3 separate regions of the Mus musculus genome follow, and all the other regions are linked to region 1. The links are chromatin contacts, called in public HiChIP or PLAC-seq maps. All regions are on one chromosome and are shown on one strand. The core of a region is the stretch at or near the end of the contact, and the rest is flanking DNA. Distances in the headings are between cores, read along the strand shown. Region 1 holds the start of 9330151L19Rik (RIKEN cDNA 9330151L19 gene). Region 2 has its middle 12 kb from the start of Gm46353. Region 3 overlaps Sos2 (SOS Ras/Rho guanine nucleotide exchange factor 2).

Evidence for each region. HiChIP or PLAC-seq counts read pairs in DNA pulled down with a chosen protein or histone mark.
Region 2: a FOXA1 HiChIP or PLAC-seq map of pancreatic cancer cells shows a contact between it and region 1. The contact joins the enhancer-like site here to the promoter of 9330151L19Rik in region 1. A contact is called at or near these places in 1 of 39 promoter capture datasets (liver) and 6 of 115 datasets of contacts at active chromatin or transcription factors (effector CD8 T cells, embryonic stem cells, extraembryonic endoderm stem cells and 3 more).
Region 3: a contact with region 1 is called in an H3K4me3 HiChIP or PLAC-seq map of bone marrow-derived macrophages, with 4 times the contacts expected there. The contact joins the enhancer-like site here to the promoter of 9330151L19Rik in region 1. A contact is called at or near these places in 11 of 39 promoter capture datasets (the 3T3-L1 cell line, the C10 cell line, the HPC-7 cell line and 7 more), 2 of 15 datasets of contacts at CTCF or cohesin (the NIH/3T3 cell line and large pre-B cells), 1 of 484 Hi-C or Micro-C datasets (CD4 T cells), 7 of 115 datasets of contacts at active chromatin or transcription factors (the SCID.adh cell line, T-cell acute lymphoblastic leukemia, bone marrow-derived macrophages and 3 more) and 2 of 9 other capture datasets (adipose tissue and liver).

The regions. Positions count from the first base shown.
Region 1 is chr12:69,195,926-69,198,866 of GRCm38.p6, reverse strand. 9330151L19Rik (RIKEN cDNA 9330151L19 gene) reads right to left here and starts at 1,656. Exons shown (of 2, transcript NR_033222.1): 1 at 1,252-1,656; 2 at 1-1,139. It overlaps Dnaaf2 (dynein, axonemal assembly factor 2), which reads left to right and starts at 438. Exons shown (of 3, transcript NM_027269.4): 1 at 438-2,375. The coding sequence starts at 582.
Region 2 is chr12:69,536,886-69,539,731 of GRCm38.p6, reverse strand. No RefSeq gene overlaps it. Among named protein-coding and RNA genes, the nearest start is that of Gm46353, 12 kb to the left of the region's middle. Within about 2 kb of position 1,506, at least 346 of the 459 cell types and tissues checked have an H3K27ac peak or open chromatin away from gene starts, as enhancers often do. A contact at or near this core is called in effector CD8 T cells, extraembryonic endoderm stem cells, liver and 2 more, where this site is marked.
Region 3 is chr12:69,644,875-69,648,024 of GRCm38.p6, reverse strand. All of the region lies in intron 4 of Sos2 (SOS Ras/Rho guanine nucleotide exchange factor 2), which reads left to right. Among named protein-coding and RNA genes, the nearest start is that of Gm31679, 21 kb to the right of the region's middle. Within about 2 kb of position 1,339, at least 28 of the 459 cell types and tissues checked have an H3K27ac peak or open chromatin away from gene starts, as enhancers often do. A contact at or near this core is called in bone marrow-derived macrophages and neural stem cells, where this site is marked.

The DNA of each region.
Region 1 (2,941 bases), core at 407-2,906:
GCTAAGTGATTTGAGAGCTTGCATTTACATTATAAAAAGCGAACACCTTTCTGATGCTTATTAATCTCTGGGATTTGTTTTGTCATCTTTTGCCCCCAAGGGTTTCTGGGAGACAACTATAAGGTGGAATACCTGAAAATGGTAAGGGTTTACTAACGTTGGTTCCACAAAGTAAAGAGAGTCAGATAAAGTTAGGTTTGTGAATTAGCTAGTAAACTTCTCTCTTGTTGGTGAAATTAAACAGTTAATAAGATAAAGACACAGCGCTGAAGATGAGGACAGTTACCACAATAGACTGCAAAGTACACGTATCCTGACACAGTAATTTAAAACCTGTAGCAGGTAGTGTCTGCTTGGTTTGAAGTAACAGTGGAGCCTATTTCTAGCATTTCTACCAGATCGCTGCCCCTCCTCCCAGGCGTTACTATGGCAACAAAGCACGCGCTGCCCGGCCTTGACAATCCAGCCGTTACCTTCTTGGACTGGTCAGTTCTCCATGAGCCAGACTCTGAAGCGCATCCTAGACACTCAATTCACCCTGATCCTTCACTGGGTCTGGGCATTGGGCCGTGTGGGTCACCATGGCCAAGGCGGCGGCCTCCTCAGCGCTGGAGGACTTGGATCTGAGCAGAGAGGAGGTGCAGCGGTTCACCTCCGCCTTTCAGGACCCAGAGTTCCGCCGAATGTTCTCCGAGTACGCCGCGGAGATCACGGACCCCGAGAACCGGAGGCGCTACGAGGAGGAGATCACAGCCCTGGAGCGGGAGCGTGGGGTGGATGTGCGGTTCGTGCACCCTGAGCCGGGCCATGTGCTGCGTACCAGCCTGGACGGGGAGCACCGCTGCTACGTGAACGTGTGCAGCAACTCACTGGTAGGCGTACCTAGCAGCCGGCCCGGCCCGGGGCGCGGCGGCACGGCAGCTGGCAGCCACTGGTCCCTGCCCTATAGCCTGGCTCCCGGCCGCCAGTATGCCGGCCGCAACGGCGCCCGCTACACCGTCTACGACGTGGTCTTCCACCCCGAAGCGCTGGCGCTGGCCCGGAGCCACGAGCGCTTCCGCGAAATGCTGGACGCCACGGCCCTGGAGGCGGTGGAGCAGCAGTTCGGCGTCAGGCTGGACCGCAGGAACGCCAAGACCCTGAAGATCAAGTACAAGGGGATGCCCGAGGCCGCAGTGCTCCGCACGCCCCTACCCGGGGGCGTCCCGGCCCAGCCCGAGGGGGAGCCACCAGGGCTTTTCCCGGACCCACCATATCCATACCGCTACCCCGCGGCAGCGGCGGCGAACACTGCCCGCTCGCCCGCGTCCCCCGCTCCCGAGGCCGTGCAGCGCCCAGAGCCCACGGAGCCGCGCTGCTCCGTGGTGCAGCGCCACCACGTAGACCTCCAGGATTACCGCTGCTCGCGCGACGCGGCCCCGAGCACCGTGCCGCACGAGCTGGTGGTCACCATCGAGCTGCCGCTGCTGCGCTCGGTCGAGCGGGCGGAGCTGGAGGTGAAGGGGAAGCTGCTGTGCCTGGACTCGAGAAACCCCGACTACCGGCTGCGGCTCTCGCTGCCGTACCCGGTGGACGACGGCCGCGGCAAGGCACAGTACAACAAGGCGCGGCGGCAGCTGGTGGTCACGCTGCCGGTGGCGCTGGCCGACGCGCGCCAGGAACCCCCGGCCGCGACACCGGAAGAGCCCGCGGAGGAGACCGGAACTGACGACGTAGCCCGCACTTCCGCGGGCGATTTTGCAGCGGCGCGGGAAGAGTCTGCAGATGGAACCGGAGCTGACCACGGGGAGAAGAGCGGTGTGGGAGCCCCAGACCCCGGGGCTGCACACGCTGAAGGGGAGCTCGTTCCCGAACCGGAGCAGGACTTCGGAGGGGACTCGGTGGCACCTCTAGACCTCGGGAAAGGGACTTCTCCTGGGGACCGAAGCCTCCCTTACTCTGCTTTCCCGGGCGGCGACACCGAATCCCTGTGCGGAGACCCCGGTGTCCAGACGAATGAGGAGCAGGAGAGGACCCGCCACGACACCGCGGGCTCAGCCATGGGTGACCCCGGAACCGAGAGCATCGCACCCGTGTGCCCTCCTTTACAGTGTAATCAGGACGAAGACTCCTTGACTTTGCTCATCCAAGTGCCTGGGATTCTGCCACAAACTCTTCACGGACATCTAAGCCCCGTCGGTTACGAATTGTGCTTCTCTACACAAGACTCGGGTTATTCCTGCACTTTGCAGTTTGCTCCAGAGAATAAGTTGAGTACCAGAGAACCCGAGACTAGCGTTTCTTTAAATAATGCAGTCATAGTACTGGCAAAATCTCCAGAGAGCCACGGACTTTGGCGAGAGTGGTATTGTGGCTTGAACAAGGAGTCTTTGGAGGTAACCGTTCTCACTATTTGAAATACTCTATCTTACTTTAAACATTTTTTGTTACAGGCACATAAACAAATATTTTCTATCTATTCATACGATGACAGTGCAGGCTAAGCTCATTCTCAAAGAGAAGATTGCACGTATTCTATCCTAAGGATGCTCTTAAGCCTTCACGGTTGACCCGTATTACACCTGTTTACTCGGGGTCCACCGACTAGAAAACCAGTGGATTTTAGTGACTTCTCTCTAGACTTCTGGAAATGTATGCAAGAAATTGAGGGTTCAGTCTCTCCTGAGAAAAAGGTTATAACTATAGTTAGTAAGATCTTGTCTCAAAAAAACAAGTGTGTGTGTGGATTGGGCACTTGGTAATTTTGTTTGAGGTTTATATCAAAGTTATATGTAAACTGCAACAGTGAAGAGGCTAAGGTGTAGTTCGGTGGCAGAGTGTTGGCCTGCAGCCTCCCAGAAAGTCAAGTTGTCACAGACAACAATAGCTTTGTAGACTGTTCAACCCTGAGCTCTGAGCTCCAGCCTGCCAAAACAGTTCACTTCTTCTAGATGTTTTTCTA
Region 2 (2,846 bases), core at 257-2,756, 340 kb before region 1:
ATGCCTTTGTTATGAATAGTATCTTCGAAGTGGTACTTTCTAGCAGCGACTGTGGGTGGAGACAGCTGCTACTGAGTTTTGCAGGTTGATCCTGCGTCTGACACAGTTGCTGAACCTTGGCAGCTCTCACTTGTTTGAAACATCCTTCTTCTCCGTTGATGAATGTTTTGTCTTTATGCGCTGTAAGTATGGCCCTCCCCCCAGCCTCTGTTGTGGTTGGTGGTGGGAGCTCAGGGAAGTGTGACTCATTGGGAGGTGGAAAATCTCTAGGCCTCTGGATGCTGAGATATGGGTTCCATGTGGCTTTTGGAGACTTACTGTCAGGCCAGCAAATGCAGAGATGGAGAAAAAGGGGGTGTAAAGGCCTGTGAACGGAAAGAGGCAGAGAAACAGAGAGAGGAAGAAGCCAGAAGAAAGAGAACGGAATAGGAGGCTTGGTCAGTGGTCAGCCTGGGGACTTGAGAGGCAGCAGATGGTAAAAGAGCCTGAGATTCCAGAGAATGGACCAGACCACCCCGGTCCAGGAATGCCATCCAAAGAAGTCCTTGGGCCATTGCACCTCTAGTGTAAGACATGGAGGAACCCTGGCACACGACACCATCTTGGGTTCTGACTGTTGCACACCCAGAGCTAAGAGAGGCCCAGCTCCATCAGAAACCACCACACTATTGGGACTGTGACCCAAAATGTCTCAAGCCAAGGAACATCTCCAAATCTAAACCTTCTTTGCTTCAGAGCCTCAGAAGTCAGGGCTAAGCCAGTACCGGCTCCCAAGAAAAGTTGGTTGAGAGCCTTAGCCCACCTATTGGTCATCTTGCTTTATGAGAAACTACAGCTACGAAGTAAGCTGGCTCTGGTTGGGAAGACTCCATGCCCCCCATGAAGAACAACAAATGGGGCTACCTCTGCCCTGTAGTGTCTGGGGACACTGGGGACAGGAGTTAGTTTACTAGCCCTGATGAGAGAGCCTGATTTCAGAGGCTAGCTTAGTGGCTGTGAAATGGGGAAGTGAACAGGGCTTTGTTCTCTCTTGTGGCTCTGCCCAGGGTTGAAACAGGAGCAAAACATTTGGCTGAGCTTTGCTGGATTCAGCTCATTCCCTCTTCTCCCCTCCTTTGCCTCTTAATTGTTTTTAACAATTTCTGCACATAGGCAATGGAGCCTGGAACCTTCTGGGAGAACCTGCCCTTTTTATGCAGACAGGGACGAGCAGAGACGCTTGGGCAGGTCTGTTCTTGCTGCAGGAAGCAAAAGATGCCTTCAGACCATACTCTGTGCCAGGGCCTGGGGGTCTCCCAAGAAGCTGGGCCTCACAGTGTCTGTAAGAAGCCCTTGAAGAGGCCAGACCCTCCTCGGGAATATGTAAGAGCCGGGTGTGGCTGGCCAGTGGAAAGATTAGAGAGCTACCCAGTCCAGTTAAGTCCCTTGAGCTTGTCAAGTGGAGACCGGACCCAGATTCCCCCAAAGCCAGCGGTTGAGAGAGAGCCTCCTGTGAGCCTGTTTCCTGTTATGACCTGTCTCTACACGCCGCGGAGTAACTGCGAAACAACTGCAGTGACTAAGCTTTATAAATAGGACATTGAGAGTTAAAAAGTACAGGAAATTCCCAGAGTCTCCCGTGGAGTCTTATTTTAGATGTGCAGCTCATAGAGAAGCCAGGGTCTCTCATTCCGCACCCGCAGCGCCTCTGCCCTGCCTGATCGGAGGGGAACTGGAGTGGAGGGGTCTTTCTGGGTCCCTGCTCAGGGACCCGCCCAGCACTTCTCTCTTGCCTTACTAACTTTCTCTTACTGGCTCCCAGGAAGGAAGCACGTTTGTAATTAGCACTTTGTGGATTCACACCCATGCCTGACTCACTCCTGATCAAGAGATTAATCACACACTCAGTTCCCGCTGAACGCGAAATGAGCATGTAACCCGACCATGAGAGATAAAGCGAGCCCTCTGAGTGGGAGCAAGGTGCCCTGGACTTTTGGTCATCTTTCCTCTCCTCCATCATTGGTGACATTTTTTTTTTGGTGGAAAATCCAGTTTGGGATTAGTTGCTCAGTGGTTCCTGCTGCCGCAGGGGTTGGCTGTAGCAGGGACAGAAAGAGCTAGTGGCAGCAAGGAGTTGCAGGCTCTGAAGCTGAAGGGCTCAGCTACTCGGGTTTCAGATCGAAAGGCTGTTCAAATATTTGCCCAACAACTCCCAGTGTGCTTTGGAACAAGCCACAGGAGGAGCCCTCGCTGAGTCACGGGAAGTGCAGGCATTCTACAGAAATGTGGATGCAGGCAGGTTTACTAACTCTGGCTTCTCCGCATTGCATTCATAATTAGCCAGGCTGTCTCTCACCAGTGGCCTGGTGACACCGGAGGACTCTGCTGCTAGGCAGCTCAATGTGGTGGCACCTTCTACAGTTTTTGCCAGGAACCTTGGGAGGCACACTCGGTCTTCCTCCAGTAGCTGAGTCTGCCCACGGTTTTCTGACCGGCAGAATTGTATCCTCGGCGACCAGTGTCAGCGACCAGTGTGATCTTTCTTCTACAATTATGTCCCCAAAGATTCTAAATTCACCAAGTTCAAAACAAACACCCACACTGGCTGGGTTGCCTTTCCCATCAATGAATGGCCTCACCTCCTCCTACTCGCTCTGTTTGAAAACGGTGCATCCACGAATCTGCAGCTCCTGACCACCTGGCCCTCCCTGGCTAAAACTGCCTCTCCCTGCTGTTGTCCTGGGTTACAGGAGGCTCCCAAATCCCTCTTTACCTTCTGAAAGGCATAGTTATACCATAGCTTGACCTCCACCCCCCATCCCTTTCTGATTCTAGGGTAAACACAGGACCTCATTTGAGTTCATCAG
Region 3 (3,150 bases), core at 90-2,589, 450 kb before region 1:
CCACTGAGCTCTGCCTTCGGTTTCTTTACATTTATCCATGCTATTTATTTGGGAATTGTTTTTACACACGCACACAGTGCACCTGTGGAAGCTGGTGACACCTCTCAGGCATCCTGTCTCCATCCACCAGGGATCAGGGGACCAGGCTTGGTAACACACATCTTTACTTGCTCAGGCATCTCCCTTGCTCTGCTTATTTGAGACACATTTCACTGAGTAGCCCAGCTTGGCCTTGAACTCACTGTATAGCTGAGACCACCCTTAAAATCCTTCTGATTTAGGCTCTAATATGCTACAACCATCAGCACGCACCATCAGCATGCACCATCAGCATGCACCATCAGCATGCACCATCAGCATGCACCATCAGCACGCACCATCACACTGGGCCTCAGGTTTTCAGTACATGAAGAAACTAGCTTATTGCTTTTTTTTTTTTAATGGAGGGCTCCCTTTCTTTCTTCTCCTTTTTGTTTTTAAGGATTATTTATGTATATGTATGTATATAAGTACACTGTAGCTGACTTCAGACATACCAGAAGAGGGCACCTGATCACTTTACAGATGGTTGTGAGCCACCATGTGGGTGCTGGGAGTTGAACTCAGGACCTCTGGAAGAACAGTCAGTGTTCCTAACCACTGAGCCATCTCTCCAGCCCCAGTTATTGCTTTTTGTTTTAAAGCCATTGTCTCAGTATGCATCCCCAGCAGGCCTGAAACTTGTTTCGTAGGCCAGGCTGATCTTGAATTCATAGAAGTTCCCCTGCCTTTGCCTCCCAGTTATTGGGCTTGAAGGGGTGTATATTCATGCCATGCAGTATATTAGTAACTTTTGTAATTCCTGATGCTGGAAGACAGAAAATTACTGGTTTTGCAGAATCTGGAATTTCTAGAGTTGAGCATCATGGCAGGGAGGAGAGTTCTCCGTTTCCATCAGGAGGCTTTGTATACAGGAGGGTTGAGGTGTCGGGATCTATCCAATCAGTTGGTGAAAGGTAGTTTTAAGTAATGTTTATTTTATTCAGTTATTTCCCTTTCCTGCTTTTTAATGACAGGGTATCACTATATAACTCAGGCTGCCTAGTCTGGTGTCAGTCATGAGCTCCTCCTGCCTCTGGAGGGCTGGGATTTCTAGACATGAGCCATTACACATGCCCGAGTCTTTTATTTTTACAAAGGGAACACACAGAGCTGTTTCTGGAGTTTTAAGTATTAGTAACTTTGAAGACCATGCTTTGCTATCTTAAGACAGTTTGGTAGGACCTGGGCACCGCTCAGAACAAAGCTCCTGCCCTCTGATTACTCTGTTGCCGTTCTTCTGATTACAGAGTCATCCTTCCTGTTCCTAAGGGCTGCTTGAGGAACAGGCAGTCTTCCGTTCCTCCTTCCTCTTCCTTCCCTTGCTCTTTGTCCTCCTCCTATTTCTCATCTTCTGAGCACCGTTGGAAGAGCTTGGTCCTGAACAAGGGAAGCACAGCACTGGGGAAGATAGCAGAAGCCCCCATGTTAAGGGTGTGTGTGCTAGTGGGAGATGGAATGTCGCAGACAAGGAACTCAGGACAGTGTGACGTAAACAGTGTACCAGTGGATCCAGGGTACAGAGGCAGTAATCAGCACCTGGCCCAGTACACACTGGGGGTTGTCAGCCTTGGCTGCACGTGAGACTCACTAGGAAGTTTTAGAGAACACTGGTGTTTGCAGAGCTTTAAATAGCCTGAGTTAGACTCCCAAGCTGCAGTATTATTTGGAAAAACTATTTTTTTAACTGTAGTTGAGATCTATTACTCTGTAATTTAAAAACTGAGTTTTTCCACTTTCATTTCATTGTAGAAATTTGTCATTTTTATATTGACTTCTAAGATCAAGCTTACATACTTTTTATTACTTTGAAAGTGACTTAAGCTGATAGAAAAGGTAGAAGAATAGTATGAAGTACCCCATCGCATTCTGAGTGATTTTGAGAGTAAAGTACAGCTGACAGGAACAGTCCCTGAGGGATGGTAGTGACTGACTACCACATGGCCGCTCCTTGATGTTACCTGCCCTCAGTGACAGTTTGAGTTTAACTTTTTCCGTCCGTTGTCACCCTGCTTACTCCAGGTGGCAGACATCTGAATTCCTTAGGACTTTTCTAACTGAGATACTCTTTGGTTTTGATTTCTTCAACTCATGCTATAGATTTAAACATTTATCAGCATAACTCAAATTTAACCACAGAAATTTTCATATTGTTTCTAAAGTTATCACAATCAAGATACTTTAAAAAATCAAATTCTCGAATTCATTTTAGTTATCCTATCCAGCTTTTGAAAGTATAGATAAGTTTGAGAAACTTAAATTGCCCAATAAAAATATCTAAAAAGATTAAGATTTTGTTTGTTTGGTTGGTTTTGGTTTTTCGAGACAGGGTTTCTCTGTGTAGCCCTGGCTGTTCCTGGAACTCACTTTGTAGACCAGGCTGGCCTCGAACTCAGAGATCCGCCTGCCTCTGCCTCCCAAGTGCTGGGATTAAAGGCATGAGCCACCATTGTCTGGCTAAAGAATAGGATTTTAAACAAATTAAAGACTTCCATCTAGGTTTAAAACATACCACTTTTCTTGTTTTACCTTGTGTCCACTTCAAGAGCAGGATGTACTTAAAGAGCCAGCCAAAAACTGGGTATGATGGTGCACACCTGTAATATGAGCACTCAGGGGCCATAGACAGGAGGATTGCTGCAAGTAAGGACAACCTATTGTCCACAGCCAGGTCTCAGCTAACTTCAGGCTGAGTGTTAGTACTCTGTTTCAGAATGATAAAACAGCAGCAACCCCGAGAACCCACAAAAGGGAGGTGGTAGCTGTTGCAGGCTCACTTGCAACTGCTCATTTCTACTCTGGTAGCAAAAATAGCTATAAACAAATGAGCATGGGCTGTGTGCCAGTAAACTTCATGAAAATAGAGAGTGGGCAGGATTTGGCATGTATACTGTAGTTTGCTGATCCCGGTTTCAGACTTCCTTTTCACAGTCTCTTGTTTGTCACAAGAGACAGTCATGTGCTTAGCTAAACATGCAAATAACTGTATTTGTGATTCTGGTGATGGGAATGAGTTAATGAGAGTATTTGACACGGAATGATCTATAAATCTAAATGGGTTCCAAGAGCTCA